Regions from separate parts of the Mus musculus genome. Here all the other regions are linked to region 2. A link is a contact called in public HiChIP or PLAC-seq and promoter capture Hi-C data. All regions are on one chromosome and are shown on one strand. Each heading gives the region's core, a stretch centred on a gene start, on an enhancer-like site or on the middle of the called end of the contact. The rest is flanking DNA. Distances are from core to core; before and after follow the strand shown.

Evidence for each region. Promoter capture Hi-C pulls out the DNA fragments that hold promoters and counts their contacts. HiChIP or PLAC-seq counts read pairs in DNA pulled down with a chosen protein or histone mark.
Region 1: a promoter capture Hi-C map of frontonasal cranial neural crest shows a contact between it and region 2, with 3 times the contacts expected there. The contact joins the promoter of Shd here to the promoter of St6gal2 in region 2. A contact is called at or near these places in 2 of 39 promoter capture datasets (embryonic stem cells and frontonasal cranial neural crest).
Region 3: a contact with region 2 is called in an H3K27ac HiChIP or PLAC-seq map of neural progenitor cells, with 12 times the contacts expected there. The contact joins the enhancer-like site here to the promoter of St6gal2 in region 2. A contact is called at or near these places in 5 of 39 promoter capture datasets (the 3T3-L1 cell line, frontonasal cranial neural crest, hippocampal neurons and 2 more) and 2 of 115 datasets of contacts at active chromatin or transcription factors (astrocytes and neural progenitor cells).
Region 4: an H3K4me3 HiChIP or PLAC-seq map of forebrain shows a contact between it and region 2, with 19 times the contacts expected there. The contact joins the enhancer-like site here to the promoter of St6gal2 in region 2. A contact is called at or near these places in 4 of 39 promoter capture datasets (the 3T3-L1 cell line, cranial neural crest, frontonasal cranial neural crest and 1 more) and 2 of 115 datasets of contacts at active chromatin or transcription factors (forebrain and neural progenitor cells).

Annotation. Positions count from the first base shown.
Region 1 is chr17:55,965,853-55,973,349 of GRCm38.p6, forward strand. Shd (src homology 2 domain-containing transforming protein D) reads left to right here and starts at 4,630. Exons shown (of 7, transcript NM_009168.2): 1 at 4,630-4,847; 2 at 5,519-5,865; 3 at 6,936-7,041; 4 at 7,125-7,301. The coding sequence starts at 5,587. It overlaps Yju2 (YJU2 splicing factor), which reads left to right. Exons shown (of 8, transcript NM_028381.3): 7 at 656-785; 8 at 1,676-2,099. The coding sequence ends at 1,782.
Region 2 is chr17:55,441,790-55,448,970 of GRCm38.p6, forward strand. It overlaps St6gal2 (beta galactoside alpha 2,6 sialyltransferase 2), which reads left to right and starts at 3,593. Exons shown (of 6, transcript NM_001347403.1): 1 at 3,593-4,020.
Region 3 is chr17:54,894,666-54,902,030 of GRCm38.p6, forward strand. No RefSeq gene overlaps it. Among named protein-coding and RNA genes, the nearest start is that of Gm32055, 46 kb to the left of the region's middle. Within about 2 kb of position 1,671, at least 32 of the 459 cell types and tissues checked have an H3K27ac peak or open chromatin away from gene starts, as enhancers often do. A contact at or near this core is called in neural progenitor cells, where this site is marked.
Region 4 is chr17:54,751,833-54,758,590 of GRCm38.p6, forward strand. No RefSeq gene overlaps it. Among named protein-coding and RNA genes, the nearest start is that of Gm32055, 97 kb to the right of the region's middle. Within about 2 kb of position 1,954, at least 24 of the 459 cell types and tissues checked have an H3K27ac peak or open chromatin away from gene starts, as enhancers often do. A contact at or near this core is called in forebrain, where this site is marked.

The sequences.
Region 1 (7,497 bases), core at 3,380-5,879, 530 kb after region 2:
AAGCCAGATGCAGCCCAGCAGCCCTGGGATCCTGCGCTGGGAAGGAAAAGATAGAAGGGCTCTAGGCTGTGTTAGGTGGGATCCACAAATCCTGAAGAATCCTGTCTCAGAAACAAACCAAACCATGGTACATAGCAGCTGATAAAAACAGCTAGCTGTGTTACTCTCTGGCTTCTCCACATGGATACGGAGCCCACAGAACCAGAAGCTGGCCCACAGAACCAGAAGCTGGCCCACAGGCTATGAAGGATAAGGGGCTCTCCCTAAGTCTCCCTAAGTCTCATCAGGGTCCTGGGTGCATCCAGAACTTTGCAGCAGATCTGGCCCCAGCTTTTTTTTTTTTTTTTTTTTGGTTGTTGTTTTGTCCTTTAAAGATTTCTGTATTTACTTTATGTACATGAGTACCCTGTAGCTGTCTTCAGACACAGACACCAGAAGAGGCCGGCAGATGCTTGAGCTAGGTATTAAGGGGTGGGAGGAGTTCACAGGATGAAACGGCAGCAGATGAGAAGTCAGGTGCAAAGTGTGGGGTGAGGGACAGGTCATGGGGACTCGGGTAGGAATTTAGAGCTGGGGCAGGCTTGATAAGTAAGCTAGTTCCACAGAGCCAGGTCAGGGAGGCCGGAGGGACAACAGCTGTGCATGGTCTCCACAGGTACCGCAGACCAAGAGGAAGGCAGAGGCCCTGTGCAGTAAAGCACAGTTGGCAGGCTTAGTTGTACCAAAGAAGGTAAAGACAGAAGCCAACGGCGCCTCAGAGCAGGTCGGGGTGCCCACCGCCGCAGGTGAGTCCCCTCAGCAGCCATGGGTGGCACCAGTGCATCCAGCACTGTGTGGAACATTCGTGAGGTGGGCAGGGTGAGGGACCAGAGTGAGGCTGCAGCTCTCGATGGGCAGAGGCCAACCAGCAGCCTGCCACACTGCACCAGGGGGAGATAAAAGGATCAGCCTCAGCTACATAGGGAATTTAAGGCCTGCCTGGGCTACATGACACTGTCTCAAAAGACAAAATGGAGCTGGATGGTGGTGGTGCACACCTTTATTCCCAGCGCTCAGGAGGCAGAGGCAGAAGGATCTCTGAGTTCAAGATCAACCTGATAACCAGAGTGAGTTCCAGGACAGCCAAGGCCACACAGAGAACCCTGTCTTGAAAAGCAAAGAGGAGAAAAGGAGCAGAGGCTTGGACTGGGAGTGACGGAATAGCTAAAGGTGCCCTGGGACAGGTCTCGCACGATCAGGGGACTCCAGATAGTGTAGCTAGTGCACTGTCCATGTGGCCTGCAGCTTTAGTGTCCTTTCCTGGAGTTTGAATAATTCCACCATATGTAGGAAAGGCCTGGCTTGCGGTTGACAGATGGTGACATTTGACACAATTACATTTGACACAGTTATCACTGCCACTGTTAACATTTGTCAGAGGCAGATCCTAATGCACAGAGAGGGTTATCCACTACCTGAAGCCACACAGCAAGCCCAGTATTGGAGCCTCACCTGTGCACTCTCTTAGTCATGGAGGCCCTTGGCAGCACTTGGCCCTTGACACTGTTCCAGTGTCCTGTGGGCATTCAGCTGCCCTGGGCAGGATCTCTCTGGCCCAGTTTAAGATTGAGGTGACCAAGTCACAGGGTCCTCTAAGCCGGACACATTCCCATGGACTGACTTGTCCTCTCCACAGGTGCCCCCAAGAGCAGGAAGGCGGACAACCCTACACCCCAGACACCTGGCACGTCCTCCCTGAGCCAGCTGGGTGCATATGGGGACAGCGAGGACAGCGACAGCTGAGTGTCAGTGATGCCCACCGTGGTCTCATAGACCCAAGAAATGAGGAGGAGATGGGATCAAGCAAGCACCTTCAGCAAAGGCCTCGGGACCATCTCTGCCATGGCCTGGCAGTGTACGGAGAAGCAGTGTCCCCAGGCACCCCAGGACAGACAGCCTGGCCCTCTCCTTCAGTCCTTGAGTTGTGTGGAGCCTGTTGGCCGGTCCCTTCCTGCCACAGATCAGAACACAGTCTGACTTGGGGGGGGGGGGCAGGGACCCTATCTCCCTAGCACCATCTCCCAACAATACACAAGGCCTGGGGCTCCATCCGAATGCAACACAGTCGTGCTGTTTAAACAAAACAAGAAGAAAGAATAGAAAGTCAGTTGAGAACCTGCCTGGCTGCAGGGGCTACCCCAGGGTTAACACCTCGGATTTCTGCCATACACCCCTGCGCCTGGCCTCTCAGCATGGCCTTCATGCAGAATTTGGGATTACATCAGTCTGTGTTCTGATACTGTAAGGAAGCAATGTTGAGGCTGAATCTGTTCTGTAGAAAGAAGTGAGCCAGGCACAGTGTGGAGGTAGAGAAGCAGGCGTATGTAGCCACACTCTCGCCTCACCAGTGCTGGGATCAGAGACTGAACCACCAAACTGATCTTAAACCGGAAATGTTCGTGTTGGAGTCTGCTTTCCCCTGGGGACTCTTCCTTCTCACAGCCCGTGTTGGGGGTGGGGCTTCCCAAGCCAAGATCAGGGACATCCTGGCGTCTGGCTGGTCCCCGTCCTGCTGACCTCCACTCACTCAGCTCTGTAGCTGTCATCATGTCCTCAGAAGTTGTCAGGTCTAATCTGTCACTTCTGTCAGCTCCCTGGGGACCCCTGGCAAAGGGAACCACCACCTGCCCAGGGCATTCAGATGCTGGCTGTACCAGCTCCCCCATAGCCCTCTTCCTGCTTGCTGGTCACAAGCCTGGTCCCTGCAGAGTGACAAAGCTACATGGCAAGGGGCGGGGTGGCATGCTACAATGGCATCCGTGAGGTCTTTTTGTCCCAGATGCCACTGTTCCTCCAGCAGACTGAAGCAGCTGGACCTCACCCCCAGACTGGGGATCCTGAAAGTCAGTGACTTGCCTCTTCCTTCAGACTATGAGCTCAGAAAACCAAATGTGTACTTCCTTCCATCAGGCTGGGAACCAGGAAAGGCAAGGTCCTGATGCCTCCCTCAAGCCAGGAGCCTTCCTACAGCACCCTCCAGACTGCAGGCTTCCCAAGGCAAGCCCTGCATCTGCCACCAGACCACAATTAGGCAAGACCCGCCTCCCTATCAGCCAGAGTGTTTTGGTCCCCTACATATACATGCCTGGATTTTGGGTTTTTGAGTGGGCCTCACTATGTAGCCTAAAGGTATGGCTGCCAGCCTTAAAGACCTCCCCTTCTGTCCCCCTGCTTTGGTACACTTACCCTCCCGGATTTGAGGGGCATCGATTCTTATCCTGCTGTTCCCTGAGGCCCCAGTCGCCCCGTGTGTGCCTCAGGATGGAACAGTCACACTGTTCCTGAACAAGAACAGGGTTCTGTCCCATGCCACCAACAGGGTACATGGAGTCTGAGACTCCGTGGGGGACTATCCAAAGCAGGCCGAGGCAGAGACAGGACTAGTTCATGGGGACTGGCAGAGGCACAGGGAAGTGGATTGTTCTGGAACTGCAGTATAGCAGATTACATGGCCTTCATAGGCTATACAACCCACTCATGCATGTTTTCCCTGTGCTTTCATTTGGGTTTAAGATGCTGGGGGCCAACACTACCCTCTCAGCTGCCCCCAGCCTTTGGGTTGTACTTCTAAATGCGACAGGGATAGAGCATGTGAATTATAATCCGGAGTCAGTGTGATACAGACTGACCCCCGTCCCATCTTCCAAGTCATCCAGAAGGTTTTCCCAAGGTAGTTGCCATGATCCTCCTCCCCGCTATCAGAAGAGTTTACTGCTCTGGCTTTTTCTGTTCTTACACGCGCAGGCGCGCTAACATACACACACACACACACACACACACACACACACACACACACACAGGCGCCCGCGCCCCAATGGAGGCTCTGAGGCGACAGAAAGTCAAGTGCCGTTTGATTCTGCCTCAGGCCCCCTGATTGCTATTCCTGCCACGTACAGGCTCCATGCGAGAAAGCTCTTGACTACACCAGCACACACAGGATCTGGTGACCCCTGGGGACGCTGCCTGACAGAGATAGGAGTGGGTGGTTAGGGGGACTTAGCCTACTCCAGATGCCGTGCTGGCTCTAGGCCTCAGTTTCTCTGCCTGGAAAACAGAGCTCACAGTGGACAAGAGGATGACCGCTCTCTCTGTGAGCCACCAGTGCCATCCTAGAGATGTCCAGGCACAAATGGTCAGATGGGTGGCTTGAGTTTCGCTCCACACACAAAGCCTTTCTATGCCTCAGTTTCGCCAACCTCAACGTCTCAGTCGGTAGGGCGCTTGCTAGTATGCACAAAGCCTGGAGTGTCATCCCTAAATGCTGGGAGACTGAGGCAGGAGGATCAGGAGTTCGAGGTCATCCTTTGCTGCAAGTGAGTTGGAGGCCAGCCTGGGCTACATGAGACCCTTAGCAGTAACTCTTGCTGTCAATGCCTCCTGCACCGATTACCAGTTGGGGAGACTAAGGCGGACAGACAGTTGGCCATGGCTTTTGGGTCACTCTGGCTGACTACTGCCCGCCTGTCTCTCCTTGGGGTTCGACCTCCTAGCTCCATCTGCAGCCCTTGAGGTCTGAGCCCACCTCCCTCCCTCCGCTCGCGGACCCGCAGCTGCCGACGCCTCCCACCCCTCCCCCTCGCCCGGCACAAAGCGACGGACGGACGCAGCGGTGACGGACGACGCCTCCCGCCCTGCGCCACCTCCAGCCGCGACCCTGCGCGATGCTCGGGCCTCTCGCCCAATCCCTGCCCGGCCCTGGTCCCAAGGGCAACTCGGTCCCCACGCCGGTGGTCTCGTCCTCCGGGATCCTCCAGGGTCCGAGTCCTGCTGTCTCCACCCCGGAGCCACAGAAGGTCTGAGGTCTGCAGGTCTGTCCGCAAGGCGGGACCCAATGGGACGCGGGTGTTCTCGCCCCTCCGGTGGCCCTGAGAACCCGGGCCTGGACTCAGTGGTTTAAGTCCCTTTTGTTGTGCAGTGGCGGCGGCTGCAGGCGGTTAAGGGATAGGGGAGGTTAAGGGATTGAGGGGGCGGTGTGGAGCAGGAGTTAGGGGACCGGGAGGTTAAAGGAAATGGAGGGGTCTGGAGATTAAGGAATACTGGAGATGGAATTAAAGGATTCAGAGATTAAGGGATGGAGATAAAGGATTGGAGGTGTGACGGGGGCGGGGTGTGAAGGATCAGGGGTCAAGAAATCTGGGTAATTCGGACTGGTGGGGCTCGCGGGATCGGACAGCAGCCCCACAGGGAGTACGACCCTCTGGAGTGGCTCAGCCTCTGACAACTTTATGCATGGAGCTGAAGGGGTAATGTGAAACAGCCCTGTTGACATCACACCTGCAACACGGACCCTAAAGTTCGCAGTTCCCGCAGACCCTTGGCCTGCAGCACCAGGGTCGCCACCTGCTGCCCCCTCTGCTCTGAGCCCAGCCAAGGACTTCTGACCTCCAATCTTCCTGTCCTCTTCCTCTTCTCTCTTCTCCCTTCTTCCTCCCCCCTTTTGTCTCCCCCTCCTCTTCTCTCCCCTCCTTCCTCCCCCCAGCCCCAGGACGAGCTGCAGAGCTAGGCATGAAGGTCCTTGTTTGACACCAGCATATTTTGGGGGCACCAATGGCCAAGTGGCTCCGAGACTATCTGAACTTGGGCAGCCGGAGGCCGCCTCCGCAGCCGCCCACCCCCGACTACACCGAGAGCGACATCCTGCGGGCCTACCGCGAACAGAAGGACCTGGACTTCGAGGACCCCTATGAGGATTCCAATGGCCGCGCTGAGCCAGAGGTCACCGGGTCCGGTGACCCCAAGTACAACTCTCCTAGGCACCGGCTGATCAAGGTGGAGGCTGCAGACATGGCCAGAGCCAAGGCTCTGCTGGGGAGCCCGGGGGAAGAGGTGCGTGGAGGACCTGGACGGGTGTTCTGTCCCTATCACCCTGGGTTCCCCACCTCATCCCCCGCCCCCTGGGGAGTCCAAGATCTTCTGGGCTAGCCATTATCCCCCTCGGCCCATTCTCCCTTCAGGGAGACAGAGGGTAGGTGTTGTTTTTGGTTTGTGTGAGACCTGGTCCAACATTGCCCAGGCTGACCTAAAACTAGCTACAATGAGTTTGAACTCCTGATCCTCCTGCTGCCTGTACTTCTGAAGTGTGTGTCACAGGATGACAGGCATGTGTCACAGTCACTGTTTATGCTGTGCCTGATGGAAGCTGGACCTGGTGCATGCCCTGCTTGGTTTTACCGAAGGCTGAGACCCCTTTAAGGTCGAATGACCCTTTCACAGGGGTTGCCTAAAACCATCAGAAAACACAGATAATAAATTTTAAAAATCATAATTCATTTTTTAAAGTTACAGTTATGAAATAGCAACAAAATTATTTTATGGTTGGGTGTTGCGGTGTTAGGAAAGTCCAGAACCACTGCTCTGTTGGTTTCGTTTGGTTTGGTTTGGTTTGGTTTGGATTGGTTTGGTTTGGTTTGGTTTGGTTTGGTTTGGTTTGGGGACAGGTTCTCCCTGTGCAGTCCAAGCTGCTCTAAAACTTGTAGTCCTCTTACCCCACAAATCTCTGGAAGGCATAAGAGAAGTAAGGAACACAGAGAGACAAGACACACTGGGATCAAGGCCTGCCTCGTACTCATGTGTGACCCTGTGTGACTCTCTCTGTGCTTCTGTCTCTTCACCTGTAAAGTAGGCCGATATCCTTACTAAGGGCTTAAGGGCTGGTATTAAAACAATATCAGCGAGAGGCCTGGGCTCAAACTCCCAGAACCTACTTAAAGAGCTGAGTGTAGTGACATGGTCTTGAAACCCCAGCGGCCATTGGTGAGGCGGGGACAGGATGATACACGTGAGACTCCCTGACCAGCCTAGCCCTGAGAAGTGTGAAACGGCCCAGCAAGGGCAGTCAGAAAGTACAGTACCCCACAGCAGGGTCATCCAGAGCTAGCCCCAGCCTTTCCCAGCAGCCGGAAGCAGAAACTGAGTACTCAGACCCTTTTGATGCCCAGCCTCAGCCACCAGCCCCCAACAGTGGGTACATGGAGCCCTATGATGCCCGGAGCGTCTCCAGTGGTGAGCACACATGGCTGGGGGGGTGTGGGGAATGTGCTGTTGTGAGGGGAGGGTGACCAGTGTCCCCCCACACCCCACCCCAGAACAGCCAAGCAGAGCTGTCCAGCTTTACGATACTCCATATGAGGAGCAGGCTACGAAACCAGAAGATGGAGGGTCTTCGGGCCAGAGCCGGAGGCCCCTGGAGGATGAGAGGCCAGCAGATGAATACGACCAGCCTTGGGAGTGGAAGAAGGATCACATCTCCAGGGCTTTCGCAGGTATGCTCAAGGCCGAGCCCCTCCAAGGCCTCCTCCCTCCAGTGCCTCAGTTCTCACTAACGTGTGTGAACGGCTGACATCTGCCAATTCTTCCCCAGAGAAAATCCCTTTGCAGAAAGGGCTTCTAGAGTAGAAGGGAATCGCCTTGTTCTCTGAGGTCTTGGGAACCTGCGGTCATTACAGGGCCAACCCAACA
Region 2 (7,181 bases), core at 2,343-4,842:
TTGCATTAACCAGGAAAACTTACTTACTTTCTATGCTGAAACTGGTTGACAAAGACAAGAAATGTTTTTCCCAGGCATGTTATGAACAGAGAAGAAGAAGAAACCTTTTTCTTTTTGTCCTAGGGAAATTGCCAGTTAGACTATGTGAAAGAAGAAACAACGTAGAAAAGAACCCATGTACAGTTGGACTAGAAAGTAAACTAAAATTAGAGAGTGGATTTAAGGAGAAGCAACCTCAAATTCAACCCAAATAAAGTATCATTTAACTAGAAAGGGGTGAACAGCACTTCACAGTGGCAAGAGTAGATAATCATCTCATTTATCAAATAGGCAAGTTAACATTATCCAGTGTTGGGGAAAATAAGCACAGTAGCATCGTGTGCTGTGCTGAGAGGAAATGATTCTCTGAGTTTATGGCCCAAAAATAAAAGAGAACAAAGCTGTGAGTACATCTGTATCTAAACCATGGGGAATGTACTGGCTGGTTTTGTGTGTCAACTTGACACAAGCTGGAGTTATCACAGAGAGAGGAGCTTCAGTTGGTGAAGTGCCTCCATGAGATCCAGCTGTAGGGCATTTTCTTAATTAGTGATCAAGGGGGAAGAGCCCCTTGTGGGTGAGACCATCTCTGGGTGGTCTTGGGTTCTATAAGAGAGCAGGTTGAGCAAGCCAGGGGAAGCAAGCCAATAAAGAACATCCCTCCATGGCCTCTGCATCAGCTCCTGCTTCCTGACCTGCTTGAGCTCCAGTCCTGACTTTCTTTGATGATGAACAGCAGGATGGAAGTGTAAGCTGAATAAACCCTTTCCTTCCCAACTTGCTTCTTGGTCCTGATGTTTGCTCAGGAAGAGAAACTCTGACTAAGACAGTGAACAAGCTCAACCTGGGAGTCACTTAGAAAATGGTTTGAATTTCTAAAAATATTCTAAGATATGTAACAGGCACACTGAGGAAATGACATGAGAGAGAAGAAAGAGACAGAAAACCTAGCTATGAGAATGTCCCCAGTGATAGATGTATGAGAAATGGAAATTCTAATGATGTTATTGTCTGAGCATTGCTCATCAAGTATTGGATTATCACACTGAGATTCACAGATATTGACAATTATATAGCTCTTTCTATTTATGGAGAGACTTTTAAGAAATTCTAAATATTGTCTTTGGGGCAAAGGAACATAATACACCTTAACTCTTTAGATATGTGTGCTCCATTTGAATTGTCCACAGAAGTCAGAAAATTAGTAAAGGGTTCTGAAACTTTGGGGTGAGTAGTCAACAGCAAGAAGAAAGAACATGTTGATACGAATCAGAATTTAAAAAAAACAGGAAAGGTTAAATGGGGTGGGGATGGAAGGATAGTTTAGAGGAAGAAGCATGGGACAGGATAATTAACACCATGGTCCTTGTTTAAAAAAAAACACATTGGCAAAGTCTTCTTGCAATTTAAACATACACATATCTAAAAAGAGTTTAAAAGGAGTTACTCTATAATGGGGCCACACTGCTCCTACCAGACACCACCGAGTAATGAGTAATAAGTAAAAAGTTTTGTGCCAGGAGGGGCTTCCTTTTTATGAATTCTTAGACTGGGGGGGGGGGTCCAGTAGACCCTTAATATTACAGTTTTCTTTCCCTCAACTGCTGGTTCTACTCCAGACCTTGATGGTAAGACCCTGTTGACAAAGACACCACACACATAAGACACAGAATGTGTTCAAACCAAGCTGATACTGAGTGATGCTTTCAGAGTCTATTAGCAGTATGGCTATGGGTTATGGCAAGGATGATGGAGAAAGCCTGAGTTTAACACAGAATACAAGTTAATATGAGCACATACAGAAAAAATGGATTTTAAAATGCTTCCTGGCTTTTTAAAAAACATTCACTTGGAATTGAAAGGAATATTCTAGAGCCAGCATTGCTCTTTAGTAGACCAATGGAAAGAACCCTGTCTACCCTTGTTTAGGATTCCCCCGAGCAGACCAACTAAAGCATGGAAAAGTATTTCATTTATCATTACACTCCGACAGAAACCAGCATGACATACAGTTTTCTGCATTTAAACTGCCTTCATGATTTACCTGGGAAGCAACAGATTTCCAGGTCGGCCCCATTTATTCTCTACTTAGATCATAAATAGTAAACTAAGTTAACTTACATTTCTATGACAGCAATTTGCATATTTGTTTTAAGCTGGGTAAATTTTCTACAGGCACAAAGTCCATTGTTGTCTTGGAACACCTAGTGTTTTGGTTTTGTTTTGTTTTGTTTTTTGTTTTTGTTTTGTTTTTAAGGTAGGCATGAAGGCATCATCTTTGAAGTACTTTTGAAAAATAGCAATATGGGATAAAAAACATTCACAGTCTGTAAGAAATGTTATAAATTGCCAGGTGTGGTGGCGCACACCTTTAATCCTAGCACTTAGGAGGCAAAAGCAGGAGGATTTCTGAGTTCGAGGCCAGCCTGGTCTACAAAGTGAATTCCAGGACAGCCAGGGCTATACAGAGAAACCCTGTTTCAACCCCCCCCCCAAAATGTTATAAATTGAGGATTTTTACTTTGCAGTGAAACATTGTAAGGATGCTACTATGCTTTTTATTACATGAATTGATTTGTTGTTACATTTAAGGACTAGAGAATGTATAATCCACTTTTAGCACCTTGTGCAGCATACCTTGCTGGTGCTTGCAAACGTACCCATTAGACAGAAGACAAAGCCTAGAGTCACAGTTTACATCACTTCAGTGACTAGCAGAGTCCATCGTGGTGAATTGTGGGAAAGGGCAGAGCACAGAATTAGCCATAGCGTATGTATTTCTCATATATAAGACGCAGTAATTAATGAGTGACAGACCATCCCTTCAGGCAGTTCTTAGAAATTCCAAGTGTCAGAAACAGTTAACAGAACTGGGGAAACCAGAGAAAGCATCGCCCAGGTACACTTGACCACACACAATGAATTTTACTCTGTGGGTTTAGTTTCCCGGTTGTTAAATGTCTGTAAACTTCTAGATTGAGTTTTGCTCATCTATCATGATGCCTAGCCCCAAACACATAGTAGGCACTCCATGCGTTCTGAATAAGTTGGACAACTAGCTAAAATATCTAAAACAAAACACCTCGACTAGATAGATGAACTTCAAATTCAATACATTCAGTGAAGAATTTGTCTTGTCCTTTTCTAACTACGCATGAAAACTTGTAGGTAACACTCACATCCAAGGGGGCAAAGTTCAGAGAAGCATGTTTACCCACAACCAGGGACCGCTGTGGATGCCTTTGAAAAATAGGAGGGTTGCAGTGACAAATGGGCATTAGCACTTGAACACACTCACATACTTTCTATCTGCGGCTCCCACAGCACCGCTCTTGGTCACCCCTACGCCCTAGAGAGAATGTGATCACCTTTTCCAGGGTTGGATGGATGGATGGAGTTGGCAAGTGGGAAGCTCTCAAAGCAGCACGTCCCCAAGTGTGTCCCTGCACTGTCGGGCGCTTCTCAGCAGCAGCCAAAGTGAGAATGCGGGCGGCTTGAGTCGGCCTGAGTCTGAACAAAGGGAGCCAGCGGCCCAGAGGATGCTGTGCTTCTCACACTCCACCCAGCTGCCTGGCGCGCAGGTAGCCCGGCTTTTGCTCTGTCTACAGAGGGCTGTGTGTTCGAAGCCAGCACACAAAGACTCACTTCCTCCCGGCCAGCTTCCCAGACCGCCCTGCCCACCACCGGCGGCCGGTGGCATTCCAGAGGCCACCACCGGGACATTCCTGTGCCCGGGTGCCAGGTACTTGGAGCAGAAGCCATTCGGGGAGCCCTTGGAGCCGCTCAGCTGGTGAAGGTGGCGGCTGGGATTAGCACGCCTTTTTAGGCAGCCGCGCCGCCCCACGCAGCGGAGTCTGCAATCGCTGTACGACAGGCAGGCTCTGCGTCGCCAGAGCGTCCCCGCCTGCGCTGGCCGCGGGGCAAGCTGCGGGCCGGAGCGCTCGCGGGAGGCCGATCAACTCCCCAGCGCCTAGCCAGCAGGTAAGCTCGGGCTGTAGATCGGAACGGGGAAGGCGGGGTTGTGTGCGGAGCACCAGGCCCGCTGCCTCGGATCGCCTGCCCTCGGGGCCACCGGCAGAGGTGCCACTGCCACGCGGATTGGAACAATGAGGCGCGCAGCGCGGAGCTGAGCGCAGCCACGCACTGCTGAGAGGCCAAGCTGCAGCCGGCGGCAACGCGGTCATGCCTTGTCGGAAAGGAGACGGCTCCTACACAGGGTCGCCTGAGCCCCTAGCGTGGCCGCGGAGCTTCCCAGGGCATCCGAGAGAGAGTAGGAGCTCGTGGTGTGCGCGCTCGCTCATCCGCTCGCTCGCCCGCCCTCCCGCCCGCTCGCCACCCGGCAAGCCCTCCTGCCCTCTAGGCTGCGGGGGTGGGGTGGGAGTGGGGGATAAAATGTGACCCTCAGGAATCCTACTGAGGCTCCAAGTACAGGAGTAGCAGCACAGGTGTAGGGACAAACTGAATGAGTACAAGCACGCAGGTCTGTGAGGTCTGAGACCTGCCGTATCCTGCTGGAATCTCCTTGGCCAGTTGCACTGAGCTAGAGTTAGATAAGCTCTGCGAACAGAAGCCAGCGCTGTATGTGGAGAAACAACAGGGTGAGCGAAAGGAGGGCTTGCACTTGGACAGGTGGACATAGTTAACTGTGGGGATGAAATACTGTGCATTGGTTTGATTTGATGTGATTTGCTTGTGAAAGGTGGAGATTTTTTTTTTAATCAAATTCCCACACCCATCTTCATGCAAATTAGCGGGCTTGCAGCTTAGAGAGCATCCTACCTTTTCTTTCTTTCTTTCTTTCTTTCTTTCTTTCTTTCTTTCTTTCTTCTTCCTTTTGTGGCTATAATGTTCATGTGCAGAGGGATTTTCGGGAGCCTCCTAAAGTCAGTGTTAATTCTTATACACTTGACTGGCAAAAACTCGGCGTTTGGGTTGTTTTACTTCCCACCGTTTAGAGTGGTTATGTGATAAATTCTTTTGAATTCAGAAGATGGCATCTATCTTTTTTGGACTTGATGGTACTGGTGCAGTGGGGCCAGTGGAGTTAAACTCATGGCTCGATGCAAATTAGGCCTTCCAAAGAGAGATGAATAGTGTGTTTAGAGAAGCTGTGCTTTCCAGGAATTTAAATGAGACTTTTGTGATTGCCTTCCAGCTTCTCCTTATGTGTTTCCTGGTGTATAACTTATAAAGTAGAGTTGGATTCCTAAAGCTTTGTGAGATGGGGAGGTTTGTGTACCTGGATTTTGGTAAACTTTGGGGAACAGTTCTGCTGAAAATTTGAAGAGAAATAGGTCGTGTTTGGTGGAAATCATTGTCTCTTGGACAACTGAACAGTCTGGTGTGTAGGAGTATACTGTAGCCCTTCTGAGGACTGCCTTTTTGGGTCAGGAGACGCCTTGGCCGCCTTAAACACCACACTTTCTGCATATTAAAACAAAGCAAAGCAAAACAAAACAAAACAAAACAAGACCTAACAGGAATTACCTCTTCAACCTTTATTTTTCATGAGTGTTTGGGTGGCAAATTTGGGGTGACTCTTCTTTTTGAAGGGAAAGCAACGTGTGGCCCCTTAGCCGCTTTTTCCATCACTATTTTTTCTGAAACTGACAACCTTTTTTTTTCCCCACTTTGTTCTAATGCGTTAAAATGACTGTCAGCAACGGTGGTTGAATATAGTAACTGAAGTAAAGACAACATCAATAGACGAAAACGTTCTTAATTTTATAAGTCAGGAGGATGCTCAGACATGCAAAGAAGGGGTCCTTACCTGCTTCTCACTATGACTGATAGAAATTAGAGCATGCTCTATCCCTTTTTGTTTGGTGAAAATGACGCTTCCTGAGTTGTGAACTGAATCCTTTGGGGAATTTTGAGGTACTTCTCTTCTGATAGAGCTACGAGCTCCACCTTTATGGTGCGGGTGGTATGCACAACTTAGAAAGTAAAGGTAAGGATGACAACACACACCTGCAAGAATCAGGTTGAGCTATGTTAATATCTGGAAATGTATAAATGATGTAGTATGAAGGAGGGGCAGTCATTTGTGCTTAGTCCTGACAAAAACCAAGAAGGAATGGATTTGAGTTTCTGAGTGCACCCAAGCCAGATCTGATCAAGACTGATCAGCTTGTATGTTTGTTGCAGAGAAATCTTGTCCATACGTCCTGTTTCTAGGGCTTTTTATTTTTTCTTCATCTTCTTCTGAGATTTGTTCTCATTATGTGCAGATACCTTGATAATATTCCAACTTAACTCTTATCCTCTAGTGTAGAATGTATCAACTCATTTTTCATAAGTGTTGATATACATATTCTTGGGCTGGTACAGCTTCTGCTTAGATAAATAAACCTCAGAAAAGCTTGGAGGCATGTATCCCATGGGAAATTTTTAATTAATCTGCAGGTCTGTTGCCTCGTTTCTGATAATCTGAATAAAAATATCTCATGCGTGATGATAGGATATAGATTTCTCTTAGAGTATACTGTAATATGCTACTCCCACTACATTGTGCTTTTCCTTCTTTGGAATATTTTGGAGTGTGAGCTTAACATTTAATTGTTTAAATTAATGTCTAATTCAACTTGGTCTAATGTCTAAGCAAAAAATGAGTTTTGGTCACTACATGTTAAGTTTCAAATTTTTTTAAGCCTTAAAACTGGAAACTCATTCTTCACCAAAGATGACAATCACATATAAGAGAAACAATTTCATGAGGTCAGACACTAATTTTGGAATCTGGCGGGAACAAGTGCACATTAATGCCAGTTTTCAGTGTTTTTAGCACCAACTATTGATGAGAGTGCCAAAGACTAAATGGGTTATGGATAATGACCAGCTACTGTTAGTAAATTAGCATGGCTTCACTTTAATAAAGCACCCCCTCTCTTGAAAACCCTCCACTGTACCACTTTTGAGCCGTGCTTGTAAAGGTTAGCATACCTTCAGCACAGAGACTACAACACTGGGCAGAGATGGATTTATTAGGTCTCAAATGTAAAGTATATTATGATTCCAAGTTCTCTGCACCCCATTTAATGGATAGTGAACAGCTGCAGTGTGAAATATATACTCAGTCTGCATGTGGAATGCATTAAGATAGATATAAGGCCATCATCTTCAGGCTTTGCCGGGGCTGGTGG
Region 3 (7,365 bases), core at 421-2,920, 550 kb before region 2:
GGAGAGAGGGGAGTGAGAGGTGAGAGTAAGAGACAAGAAGAGAGCAAGAGCTTAAGAGAGAGTAGATGGGCCAAGCAGCCTCTTTTATACTGATCTGGGCTGCCTTGCTGTAGCCAGGTAACTGTGGGGGTGGAGTCCAGACAGAATACCAGGAAGTTGGGGCATTACCTGCATGGCTGATAGCCACAGGCTTATGGAGTTGAGGGCTCATGTCAGGAGCCTATGTCTTGGAACATGGCAAATGGGCCTTCCATCCCTTGCAGATTAATCTGCTGGGTCTCTAGGGTTTAAACCTAGCTGAAACAGAAAACAGGCTGCCTTTCCCAGTCCCACAGCTAGTGATAATCAAGGATGTAGACAAGGTTAGTATCTGCTTACCATACTCTGTTACTGTTTACAACACCTCTGAAATAAAGTATTTGGTGGTAATAGTTATCGGGATATGTTTCAGAAACTTGAAGCCCATTTTTGTCACAATGAATCTTGGAAAGGTGCAAGTGTCTGCTGAATGACATTTGATGTGGGAAGTTCAAAACTCTATCCTAAGATCATGCTAATACTTTTATTTTCTAGGTGACATTCTATGAACATTCTATGAACATTATATAAAGAGTGACTACCATGCTCAGACCACTAACTACTTCACTGCCAATTGCCTTTACTCCCATTTCTTATTCTCACAAATGACCTTAAATTCTGTCCTTATTGAGTAAAAATTGAGGCTTGCTCTCTAGTGTCAACATGCTGAGTTGTGAATAAGTCAGTTCTAAAAAATCATTTCAGTTATTGATACCTGGCATGTACTTGGCATGTGGGCAATGACAGTCTGTCTGTAATATTTGCATGTTTAAAGTGATTATACTGTGAATTCAAGGAAATTTATGGAGCCTTGTAAATTCCTTTAACCAGAGGAACTTGAGAATCCATTTATCACTCATTGTGAATTGCATTGTCCTGTACCACATGAAGACTGCCCTCTTGGTCAAGGGTAGAGAATGCTTCTGCAATTACCTTAGTTTTTCTCTGTATTACTTTCTAGGGTTATGCTGTTCAGAATGGATCTGAGAAAGTAACTGGCTGGAATCTGTATTCGCTGAATTTATTCATATACTTAAACCCCATGTTTTTGGCATCTATAAACTAGGGGGACAAACTTCCATGAAGGAGTTTGATGGAAGAGAAAATACTTTTGAAGTTTTGCAGAGACTTTAACTTCTTTTTATTTTGTCATAATACATGGCAAAGTGGATCTAAATTGTTTCTATATTTGTGCCTCACTCTTGTGTCCACAATATACTAACATTTTTAAAAAATAAAACACTATCCTAATACATTGGGTTTAGTGGTTTCAATTACTAATATCACACTGTAATTTGTTGGTTACAGTGGATACCCTCCTTCCTTGCGTGAAGTACTGATGCTGCACAGAATATCTTTTTTTACAATCTATACAGCCTCTTTTTGGCTTTCGCTCTCAGCATTTGTACCACACCAAAGTGAACTAGGAATGATCCAAAAGTCTAATCAATCTATGCTATTCAGTGTGATTTGGCTTCCAACGCCTTCCTGTTTTCTTGCTTGCCCTGACTAAATTATAAATGGGTCCTAAGCACATCGCTGGCCAAATAATTAAAAGCAGGCAGAAGACAAAACTGAATACTGACAAGACTCTGTTCTGCTTTGGCTTGTCCTAGTCACTGAGAATTTGTGGTTGAGGGCAGCTGCTGCAGAGAAGCAAGCAAGCAGAACATTCGGGATCTCTGGAGAGATGCCAATTGCAATACATTAGGCCTTTTTGCTTAACATCCATACAGCTCAACTTTCCTGACTGTGCTCCCAGCTCGTGAAAAGTGGTTAGATTACAAGGGCTTCTGTCTTTGTCCTAATTTGAGAGAATTATTTTTTTCTTTCACTTCACCACTGCTCCTCCCAAGTAAATCCAGATGTTTGGTTCAGTCGTGTCTCCTTTGGATATAAAATCCTGAAACTTCCTCTCAGATTTGGCTGAAGGATGAAGTATCTTTCAGTGGTGGTACTGACTCACTGCTTTCTCTGCTCTAGCAGAGGTATTTCTGGAACTAGACGCAAACAAAAACAGGAAGAGCGATGGATATTAGCTAGGAGCAGCAAGACTCAGCCTCTTTCCTACCTGCCTCTTTTCAATCACATCTTTCTAAGTTTCTCCTTAAAGTATCTTTGCTTGTCTAATGAGAACATTTAGTAATCCTGGGACAAACTCCTCAAACTTTCAGGGATGTTTTTTGGGGGTTGGGAGGTTTTTAACAATTTCTATTTATTTAAGGAATATGGACTAGTTTAGATAGCTTATTCCTTCTTTAACTTTGGTACATGGTATCTGTCAAGAAAATTATCCATTTCCTGTAGATTTTCCAGTTTTGTTAAGAATAAGCTTTTGTAGTAGGATCTGATGATCTTTTGAATTTTCTCAGTTTCTGTTGTTATCTCTCTCTTTTCATTTCTGATTTTGTTAATTTGGACACTTTCTCAATGCCTCTGGCTAGGGGTTTGTCTATCTTATTGATTTTCTTAAAGGACCAGCTTTTGGTTTTCTTTCTTTCTATTTGGTTGATTTCTGCCTGAGTTTAGCTATTTTTTGCCTTCTACTCATCTTGGGTGTGTTTGCTTCTTTTTGATCTAAGGCTTTCAGATGTGCCTTTTTGTGAGTTTTTCAAGGTATAGTAGTATGGGCTTGCATTTGTGTTTTATTATGGTCTGCATGGCCTCTGTCCAGGCTCTTTTGTCTTTTAGTGTCCCTGTTGAGAAGACATGTGAAATTCTGATAGGTCACAATAGTCATGGATTCACCCTCTGAAGCCATAAACAAGCCACCAATTAAATGCTTCATTTTATATATTGTCTTAGTCATGGTGTCAGTTCAGGACAGTACTGATAACAGTATCATAACAGAAACTAAGAAAAGTGTCATTTACATTTTATTGGATATATAGGATCTTAAATAGAAAGGTTTATGCCCTATTTTAGAGCTATTTGTATGCTAGAATGGTTACAGGGTAGATTCAACCCTGCAGATTTACAGATAACTATGGGCTCACAAGGCTAATTACTTATGAATTGCTTCATTATACAAAGCACCACACTAGTGCATAGAATAGTCTTATTTCAAAGCTGTATTTTTTACTGCATTAATGTTGTCAAAACAATGTAATAGCCTAAAGCACTATGCTATTAGGACCATTTAATGTGGAATAACATTAAAATTCAGGTACAGTTATAACTGAAAAGAGAAAATGGCAGAAGAGGGAGAAAAAGAAATATAAATGAGTCATGGAGTGGATGTCCATTAAGATGACCACTAGTGAAATTAGAAATGCCAACTCTTAGTGGGAAGAGCAAAGGATGCATAGAGGTCACCATTCCCTGCTGAGTTGTTGATCACCACTTTCATTACCTTACTATAACACTTACTATGAAGATTATTTCTTACCCTCCCTCTATCTGTTCTCCTGAATCTCGTTGGTGGACAGTCAGTTAAAAGTAAAAACTGCACTTCAAAATAACCTAAGTTCAGGTCTTAGCACCTACTTCAGAAAGCTCATGACTGCTTGGAACTTCAGATCCTTTGTTGTGGACTCCACTAACTTCTGTGGACACATACACTCTATGAACACACATAGTCCTGTGCATGTAGACTCAAAACTATAAAAAAATTAATAGACTTTAAATAGTTATGCTTACCATTTTCACTGCTGTACCCTTATTGCTGATACTTGCCCATTCATTCCTTTGTAAGCACACATTTATCAAACTGACAGGGTTGACTTTGTAAGACTGACAAAGATGCAAGTTTTTATTTAAAGAATATATCTGTTCTCATTGTTTTCCATAATCACTCTTTAGAAAACTAGTCAGGCAAAAATATATCAGCCTTTGGAGCTGGGTGACAAAACACACAGTATGCTATGGCTCTAAACTTGGTCCCTGGAGTCAGAGTGTCAGAAGCACAGAGACACTTGTTAAAAGTGCAGATTCTTGCTCTTTTATCCCCTTTCCTACATTTTTCCTTCGCTGTGCTTTTACTGTTCTTTCAGGACACCATATGCAGCTAAAGTTTCAACTTTACATTCCTTCTAATAGTCATTTGTATGTTATGCTTTTGTGGTAATCTACCACCGTTCTTTTTGTTTTTAATTTTTTTCATTTTTTTCCCATTCTTGTCCAACTGGCATATTTTATTGCTTATTTTAGTTTCTTTTTTTTAAAATTAGGTATTTTCCTCATTTACATTTCCAATGCTATCCCAAAAGTCCCCCATACCCTCCCCATACCCTCCCCCCACACTCCCCTACCCACCCACTCCAACTTTTTGGCCCGGGCGTTCCCCTGTAGTGGGGCATATAAAGTTTGCAAATCCAATGGACCTCTCTTTCCAGTGATGGCCGACTAGGCCATCTTTTGATACATATGCAGCTAGAGTCAAGAGCTCCGGGGTACTGGTTAGTTTATAATGTTGTTCCACCTATAGGGTTTCAGATCCCTTTAGCTCCTTGGGTATTTTCTCTAGCTCCTCCATTGGGGGCCCTGTGATCCATCCAATAGCTGACTGTGCTCATCCACTTATGTGTTTGCTAGGCCCTGGCATAGTCTCACTAGAGACAGCTATATCAGGGTCCTATCAATACAATCTTGCTAGTGTATGCAATGGTGTCAGTGTTTGGAGGCTGATTATGGGATGGATCCCTGGATATGGCAGTCTCTAGATGGTCCATCCTTTTGTCTCAGCTCCAAACTTTGTCTCTGTAACTCCTTCCATGGGTTTTTTGTTCCCAATTCTAAGAAGGGGCAAAGTGTCCACACTTTGGTCTTCGTTATTCCTGAGTTTCATGTGTTTAGCAGATTGTATCTTATATCTTGGGTATTCTAAGTTTCTGGGATAATATCCACTTATCAGTGAGTACATATCATTTGAGTTCTTTTGTGATTGGGTTACCTCACTCAGGATAATGCCCTCCAGGTCCAACCATTTGCCTAGGAATTTCATAAATTCATTCTTTTTAATAGCTGAGTAGTACTCCATTGTGTAAATGCACCACATTTTTTTGTATCCATTCTCTGTTGAGGGGCATCTGGGTTCTTTCCAGCTTCTGGCTACTATAAATAAGGCTGCTATGAACATAGTGGAGCATGTTTATTTCTTACTAGTTGGAACATCTTCTGGATATATGCCCAGGAGAGGTATTGCGGGATCCTCCGGTATTACCATGTCCAATTTTCTGAGGAACTGCCAGACTGATTTTCAGAGTGGTTGTACAAGCTTGTAATCCCACCAACAGTGGAGGAGTGTTCCTCTTTCTCTACATCCTCGCCAGCACCTGCTGTCACCTGAATTTTTGATCTTAGCCATTTTGACTGGTGTGAGATGGAATCTCAGTGTTGTTTTGATTTGCATTTCCCTGATGATTAAGGATGCTGAACATTTTTTTTCAGGTGTTTCTCAGCCATTCAGTATTCCTCAGGTGAGAATTCTTTGTTTAGCTCTGAGCCCCATTTTTTTTTCCATTTTTTATTAGGTATTTAGCTCATTTACATTTCCAATGCTATACCAAAAGTCCCCCTTACCCACCCACCCCCACTCCCCTACCCACCCACTCCCCCCCTTTGGCCCTGGCGTTCCCCTGTACCGGGGCACACAAAGTCTGCGTGTCCAATGGGCCTCTCTTTCCAGTGATGGCCGACTAGGCCATCTTTTGATACATATGCAGCTAGTGTCAAGAGCTCAGGGGTACTGGTTAGTTCATAATGTTGTTCCACCTATAGGGTTGCAGATCCCTTTAGCTCCTTGGGTACTTTCTCTAGCTCCTCCATTGGGAGCCCTGTGATCCATCCATTAGCTGACTGTGAGCATCCACTTCTGTGTTTGCTGAGCCCCATTTTTAATGGGGTTATTTGATTGTTAGATATTTTCTTCATTTACATTTTGAATGCTATCCTGAAAGTCCCCTATACCTTACCCCACCCTGCTCCCCTACCGACTCACCTTGCATATTGCAAGGTTTCCAATGATGGCCAACTAGGCCATCTTCTGCTACATATGCAGCTAGATACACAAGCTCCAGGGGTACTGCTTAGTTCATATTGTTGTTCCACCTGTAGGGTTGCAGACCCCTTCAGCTCCCTGGGTACTTTCTCTAGCTCCTCCATTGGGGGCCCCATGTTCCATCCAATAGATGACTATGAGCATCAACTTCTCTAACATAGTTCTAAGAACAGAACAGCTTTGAGAGGTATTTTGTATTGTTTTGTTTTTTTAACTTTGTGAATACTTCGTGTTGCCCAAGTCTATTTTTAGAAATTGAAACAATCTAAGGTAAAAACAAATGACAAAATAAAAGTAAAATAGAAAAAGTAGAAGAGATAGAAACTATGTCATGTAATAGTTTACATTGTTGAATATTTAGTAGGACTGTTCTCACAAAAAAGTTAGAGATGGAATAACTTGGCTACAGAAATAATAAGGTTGAATTCATTAAGGTGTTGTGCCAGTAGAGAGTGGATAATAAAAATGAAATGATGTTAATGATAAAAACAAGTAGATTGGGGGTAATGACTTGGAGCACTATGTTGTGAAACTTTATAATGGGATCAACCAGACAATTGTAATGTGGATTAGTGATGTGTGCTCCAAATGAAAAGGCAGAGGTACATTGCAATGTGTTACTGTGGCCACTGGTAATCAAGCCCAGTCAGATGACAAATGGTAGGAAGTTGTTGAGTTAGATTTTAAAGTTTAAAATTGCAGGTTAGGGGAAGCTCAGTTGATAAAGTTTCTTCTGTACAAGGTCAGAATCCCAGCCTCTATATTAAGTTGGATGCCTGAAATTCTAGGAATAGGAAATCAAAAATAAAAATATATCTTGGGCATATTGGCAAGTCAGCCTAGCTGAGTTTGTTAGATTAGCCTTGTGGGGGCATTGTGAATTGCTTTCACAGCTTTCTGGAGATCCAATAAAGGAAGTAATTTCTTCTGGGTTATCAATGTTTATCCAAAATAACTGCATAGAAAGCACATGGAGGCAGCAAGCATATATAACCTAAAATAGATGGTAGTGCTTTATGTTGTGATAATATGTCAATGGAGTGTTTTTTTAAAAAAATATGCATGAAATGTACAAATAAAAATAGACTCTTGTACTAGGTGGAGACCCAACATTCTGCTTTGCTCCAAAAAGTAGAACCTTACATTCTTTAATAATCAGTCCAAGAGTATCATTCAATTACCTTGCCAAGGTACTGTTCCTCAATACTGTAAGCTAATTTCCCTAAAGCTATGCTAAGGCAATGGGAGGAATGATTATGCCTAGATAAGAGAATGTCCTTATATCTTAA
Region 4 (6,758 bases), core at 704-3,203, 690 kb before region 2:
ACTCTAATGCTAATCAGAAGAGATAACGAGTAACATTTCAGCCTAATCAAGGGAGCAGTTAACTAAAACGATATGACTATCCTAAGTGTATATGCACTAATCTCTGGGACTCTCAATTTCATTAAAAACAAACAATCAAATAAAGCCCAACAAACAAACAAACAAACAAACAAACAAACAAACAAACCCTAGTACTGGATTTTAAGACACAGATTAACATCATTCTGTTAGTAACAGTTCATTCCAATATCCTCCTTTATCTAATGACCAGTTCATCTGGACAAAAACACAGACAGAATCACACAGAGAGAAACGTTAGACTTAATTAACATCACACACTAAATGTATTTAATAGTTACCTATTTTTTTTCCAAATCTAATTCAGCACCATGGAAATCTGACAAATGTTTAAATCTTTTTTGTTAAACATTACAGCATGGAAGTTATTAACTGGTAGACAAAGTCTCTTTCAATTAGTTTTTAACCTAATCGCAAATGGCCTAATATGCTGGACATAGGGAAGAGAAAAAAATTCACATTTCTCTGTTCTTTCATCTTTTTTTTATGTAAAGATATTAAGAATATATAGGAAATGACACAGGATTTTTTAAACAGTTATAAAACAAGGTGAATGCATCTATGACAGATATAGAAAAGTAGATCCTTTCTACTAAGCCTTAAAAGAAAGTTTCGTTTACTTCCTAGATAGTCATTGCTTATAGTTTTCCTGTTGAAGAAAGCCAATTATACCTTCATCAGACTGGTCTCTCCAATGCAGTGGTATAAAATTCTTTGTTCTCTATTCTGCTTCAATTGTAGTCATTTCTAAACCTGCTGGTTAATATGTTTTTAATATATTAAGAAAATATATATGAGCAAACAGAAAGATATTAAAAGATGGCATACTCCACCTTATTTTATTATTTAACTAAATAATTTTGTTTCACTTGGTTTACAGATTTTAATATAAATAACTCACTGATTAACCCACATTATTTTTCAGAAAATTTTGCCATTTTCAAAGACAAACAATTTATGTGGAATTTACACAATAGAACACATCTAGGTGTAGGCCAAGTGAGAGCTTTCCTCCATACTCAGCATGCCTCACCAGAAATAATGTGATTTGATGGATTCCTATATAGAGCAGTGAGATGCCTGCAGGTTGCCAGAGTCTCACACAAGCAACAAGGATGAGGTCCAAAAAAGGAGTCATGATCATTCTTTATGAGATGACAGTAACTCTTGGGGAAGGTATAACAAATGATCTATCAGGGGTGCCTCTACTGCTACCATCTGTCATAGTAGGTGTCAGAGAATTGTTCAGTATCTACTGGCACTGAATGTAGAAAGACACAGATGTTCCTGTGGAAGCAGAAAACTTATCAAAGCCCAGCTAAGCAGAAACATAAGTGCAGTAGTCCTGTTTGCATGCCCAGAGTTTGTATTTGAACTCAACCAACTTTATATAAAAAGAACTTGGGAAAGACCATCTGTCCTGAGCCTGTGTAGATTTGTTTAAGTCACTGCTACTGGCCTAACAAGACATTATAATTTGTTCAGCAATTTCCATTGAATTAAGTAGCCCAAGTAATCCAGATCTGTTTATTTTTATACTTTAATCCAAGCATCTCCAGTTTTCACAGTACAAGTGAAGTATTCTCAGAGTTCTTGGAGCAAATTGCCTGCCATTGTCAAGGGCTGACGTCATGCTGTGCTCTTTCTCTCCTTTGCACTCCAAAAGCAACTCAGAGCTGTTCAGGGTAGCTGAGAGATACAATGTTGGTTTCCTTTACTGCAAAGATGATTCTCCATCTGGGGTTCTTCTTTACAGTGCAGGCCTGGAACATACAGTTGGGCATGGAAAATAGAGCTTCGCAGGCCCAACTGTCAGCATCTGGGTCCAGCTGTTTTGGTGTTGATTATAAGCCAGCTGCTCATCTCCTGCTGACTCATAATGCTGCTGCTGCTGCTGCTTTTCTGGAAGAAGAACTCACTCCCTTGTCAACATCCTGAGCTCACAGGGTTGTCTTGGCACAAATCAAATTTTCCACCCAGGAGTTGTTGTTGCCTTTCAGTTGCCTTATCTCCCCAGCCCCCCACTTACCACAATCCTTTACAATTTGCATAACTTGTCAGGTTTCATTTTAATTGTTTTTATTTTTAGCTAGAAAGTCGTCTGTCTGCAGCTTTTGCTAATCCTGGGATCCAAAGGCATCTTTTGCAAATCCAGTGATCCAAAGGATCAGAATTAGAATCTGAGTTTAAAAATCACACAGAGATCATTAAAAAATCCTAAAACTTCAAAGGTGCCCTGATGGTATATTGTCTGCATTAGTGCAATGGTTGCAGCCTCTGTCCTCTTTGCATGAATGATATGGTTAGCATCCTCACAGATTAACATTAGAACTGCAGTGTGTCTTGCTCTTGTGCCCAACCTTCTCCCTCCACAGACACTCATTTTGTCTTTCAAGAAATGTGTGTTAAATCTTCATTTCAAGCACTTCATTGGAAGATAAATAGTGAGAATATAGAAATGAAGCTGTACAACCTATGATCTGTTCTCCTAGCCCAAGAAAGAAACAGGTGAATATGTAGGCTAAAGTAGTAGACACTGAGCAATTTTCTTTTAAACCCATCGTCTTGTCTGCTTTTGCATTAAGTATGTATAGGAATAAGTATGATTAATAAATGTATTTAAAATATAAGCAATTTATAATAAGAAGCCATGTGTTTTAATTCTTTCTTGCCAAATTTTCAGTCTTTCCTTTGTGATTTGAATAGAGGCAGGGTTGGAGGCTAGTATCTTCCAGAAAATATTCTTGTGGCTAGACACAATGAGTTAAGAGGTTTTAGTGTTTATTCATAAGTTGACACTTGTACATTGCAACACCACAGCAGCCCTGGTTTGTAATTATTTGGCCTGATGATGTTTCAAGGTTGTAGTGGAATAACTCTACTCCCTTATCCCAATTAGACAAGCCTTGCTTTTGGATGATGAATGAGGGAACACTGAAGCTGAGTGAGATTTTTGCAAAATGTTCCAGAACCTCACCCAGCTTTAAGACATAAAACCTTCCAAACAATTAAAGACTTGGTTTATATGTGAAATTTTGGTAAACTTGAAAACAGAGATTATTTCCCCCTCTAATTTAATAAGAAGTTATAAAAGAAAGTAATGGCTACTCCAGTCAGGTCAATCCCTGGAACAGCACAAGGAAGCGCCAGGTCCCACTATCCCTGATTAGTTTAGCCATATAACTGGTTGTCATAGGTCATACTGTGGTTCTTGATAGCCATTGCATCCTCTTACTACACCCATCACAGGTAAGTGTGTGTGTGTGTGTGTGTGTGTGTGTGTGTGTGTGTGTATTACTCTCTAGTTGAAATGATCAAAAGGATTAGATGATGTAGTCTTGTTAAAGTAGGTGTGGATTGTTGGGAAAGTATGTCACTGGGTATGAGATATGAGGTTTCAAAAGCCCATACCAGGCTTAGTAGTCTTCCTCTGTCTGCTACCTACAGATAAACATCTAAATCAGTGATTGCTCCAAAACCATGCCCGTGTTATCCCCACAATAATGTTAATGGAGTAACCCTCTTAAACTATAAGGATGTCATTAATAACACACTTTCTTTTATAAATGTTTCTATCCTATTCTGGGTTTCTATTCCTGAACAAAACATCATGACCAAGATGCAAGTTGGGGAGGAAAGTATTTATTCAGTTAACAATTCCAAATTGCTCTTCATCACCAGAAGAGGTCAGGACTGGAACTCAAGCAGGTCAGGATACAGGAGCTGATGCAAAGCCCATGGAGGGATGTTACTAGCTTGCTTCCCCTGGCTTGCTCAGCCTGCTTTCATCCCAAGACTACCTGTCCAGGGATGGTACCACCTACAGGCACCCCTGCCACTGTGCCTTGATCACTAATTGAGAAAATGCCTTATAGCTGGATCTCATGGAAGCATTTCTTCACCTGAAGCACCTTTCTCTGTGATAACTCCAGCTTGTGTCAAGTTGACACAAAACCAGCCAGTACAGTTGCCTTGGTCATGTGTCTCTTCATAGCAATAGAACAGTAAGTCAACATCTAATAATAAGACATTGCTTTTCTTGGGGAGCATGACTCTGGGAGAATTGGTTTGGAGGAACAAATGTTTGAGTAATGTGTTTACATATTTGGAATAGGGCATAGGCATCTGGAATTTGGTTATGTATACTACTTTTTACTATGTATTCCTTGTCTCTCTTTCATTGAGTTTGGAGCTCTGTTATGCCAACATCACAGGATGTTGGGAGTTATATGTGGTTTATGGCTCAGTCTCATTAAGCACGAGCTAAAGGAAATACTTGAGGTTTCTAAAGGAGGTTCTTAAGACTTACCCCCAGGCTACAGGTGTTGGTAACATTGGTAATACATATATATGATATCTACCGGAAGAATCATGATGAGGTAGTTGTGGAAGGCAAGTGTTGGGTAAGGAATAAATATGGATGGAGAGTCTGGTGTTCTAGTGTCCCTTGCTAGAGATTAGCAGTCATCTACAGGAGAAGAGTCTAGCTGTTAATGAGACTATGCTATGCTGTCTATCTGTAGAAGAGAGTGGACAGGTGGAGGTGTCATGTATGGCCGGTGTTTATTTTTTCGTAAGAATCCAGTCTCTTTAGGAATCAGAGTAAGGGCTCTTGGCAGTTGATGTATGGGTTTAGAGGCATAATCTGGAACTGTCTACCTATAGTGGCTATGTGTTAGAAAGCAAGCAGGTCAAGTATTCATTGGGGATGTTTCTATGGTCAGGTTTTATATTAACCTGTCTAGACAGTGTTGTGCTGGAAGGTATTTCCAGCATAGCATGGTCTACTTTCTTCTACTAGTTTCCTCATTTCCTGCCCATGCTATTCCTGTATTTTAAAATGTTTCAAATTGAGCTCCTGATTTACAACATTTTCAGTTTTAAGCCAGCAGTTGATGTGATGCAAAGAAGAGTTCTATTTTATATTTTTCTCTTGGTTTCTAAGTGAGATATGTGTCCCTAGGTTGGAACAAAATAGAAAATATGAAGTGTTTTCTTAGACATTTTAAACTCGGTCTTTACATCACACAGGAAGATGAGGATTCGGTAATCTCCCTGGTCAAATAAGGGTCTGTTGACATATTATTTAATAAGGCAGAATTTCATTATAAAGACTAATCTGACCAGAACATAGTTGTGAAAGCTTAAAATCCTAACAGTGGGAAGCACAGGCAGGACGATTTTCATGTTGAAGACTACTCAAGATAGGTTTATGGAATAACATGTTCTGGACCAATTCCAAATAATTATTTGCTCCCTGCTTTCATTTTTTGTTTCCTACAGCATTCACTGTAAAACTTGAAGCTACTAGAGAAAAATACCAAGAAAAGAAGAAGGCTAGCTCTCTAAAACTGCATCCCAGAAAGTCTACATTCAGGCTTTATAAATTCACCGGAATTTTCACATGTGTTCCCAGCAGCTACTAGACTCACTGTTTTCTATTTCATACACCAATTCAACTTTTGTTTCTAAATATGTAGCCCCTCCCCCACATGTACAAATGCCCCAATTCTCCAGTAAATCTAAAAGAAGGTATTAATAAATAAATTTTCAATTATCTTTTCTTACTGTAAGGATAATAATTATGATTTGTAAGTTCCTTATATTTGGAAGCTCAGTTTGCAAACTCTGGCACAGCCATTCTGGGCACAGGGATGTGGTTTCTGTCCCTGGAACATGGCACCTGTGTGAGGCTCCAGGAGTTGCTGAGCCAGCATGGTGGGGAAAGATAAACATGGTTACTGCCCCTGGAAAATATAAAGATGAAATAGAAATTATGAGGGGCTTCAAGAATCTGAGAGAACAAAGGCACCTGGATTAATGAGCCCGCATGTCAGAAAGATACAATGGCAGGCAGATTCCTGAGTTTAAGTTTGATCTGGGAATCAACAAGGAGTGTTAGAAATGATAATTTCTGCCCAGGTGTGGTAAAATGGTAATTTCAGGGCAGGGTCCCACCAAGCTAGATTATCCTCTGTGCATAAGTAAGACTGGAGTCTCTAAATTCTGTGCAATGTTAAGAAGAAAAAAAAAAGAGTATGCTTGCTGTCTCTTTTTAAAATTATTTTTTAGATATTTTCATTATTTACATATCAAATTTTATGTTCTTTCCTCCTTTCCCCTCCGAAAGTCCCCATACCATCCAACTTCTCCCTGCTCATCAACACACCCACTCCTACTTCCATGTCCTGGCATTCACACTGGGACATCGAGCCTTCACAGGATCAAGGACCTCTATTCCAATTAATGTCTGACAAGGCTATGCTCTGCTACATATGCAGCTGGAGCCATGGGTCCCTGCATGTGTACAATGAGTTGGTGGTTTAGGCCCTGTAATCTCTGGGGTACTGGTTGGTTCATATTGTTCTTCCTCCTATGGGGGTGGAAACCCCTTCAGCTCCTTTCATCCTTCCTCCAGCTCCTCCATTGGGGACCCTGTACTCAGTTTAATGGTTGGCTGACAGCATCCACATAAGTATTTTTCAGGCACTGGCAGAGCCTCTCAGGTAACAGCTATACCAGGTTCCAGGCAGCAAGCAGTTGTTGGCATCCACAATAGTGTCTGTGTGTGGTGATTGTATATGGGATGGATCCCCAGGTGGGGCAGTCTTTACATGGCCTTTCCTTAAGTCTCTGCTCCAAACTTTGAAACTTTGTCTCCATATTTCCACCCGAGAGTA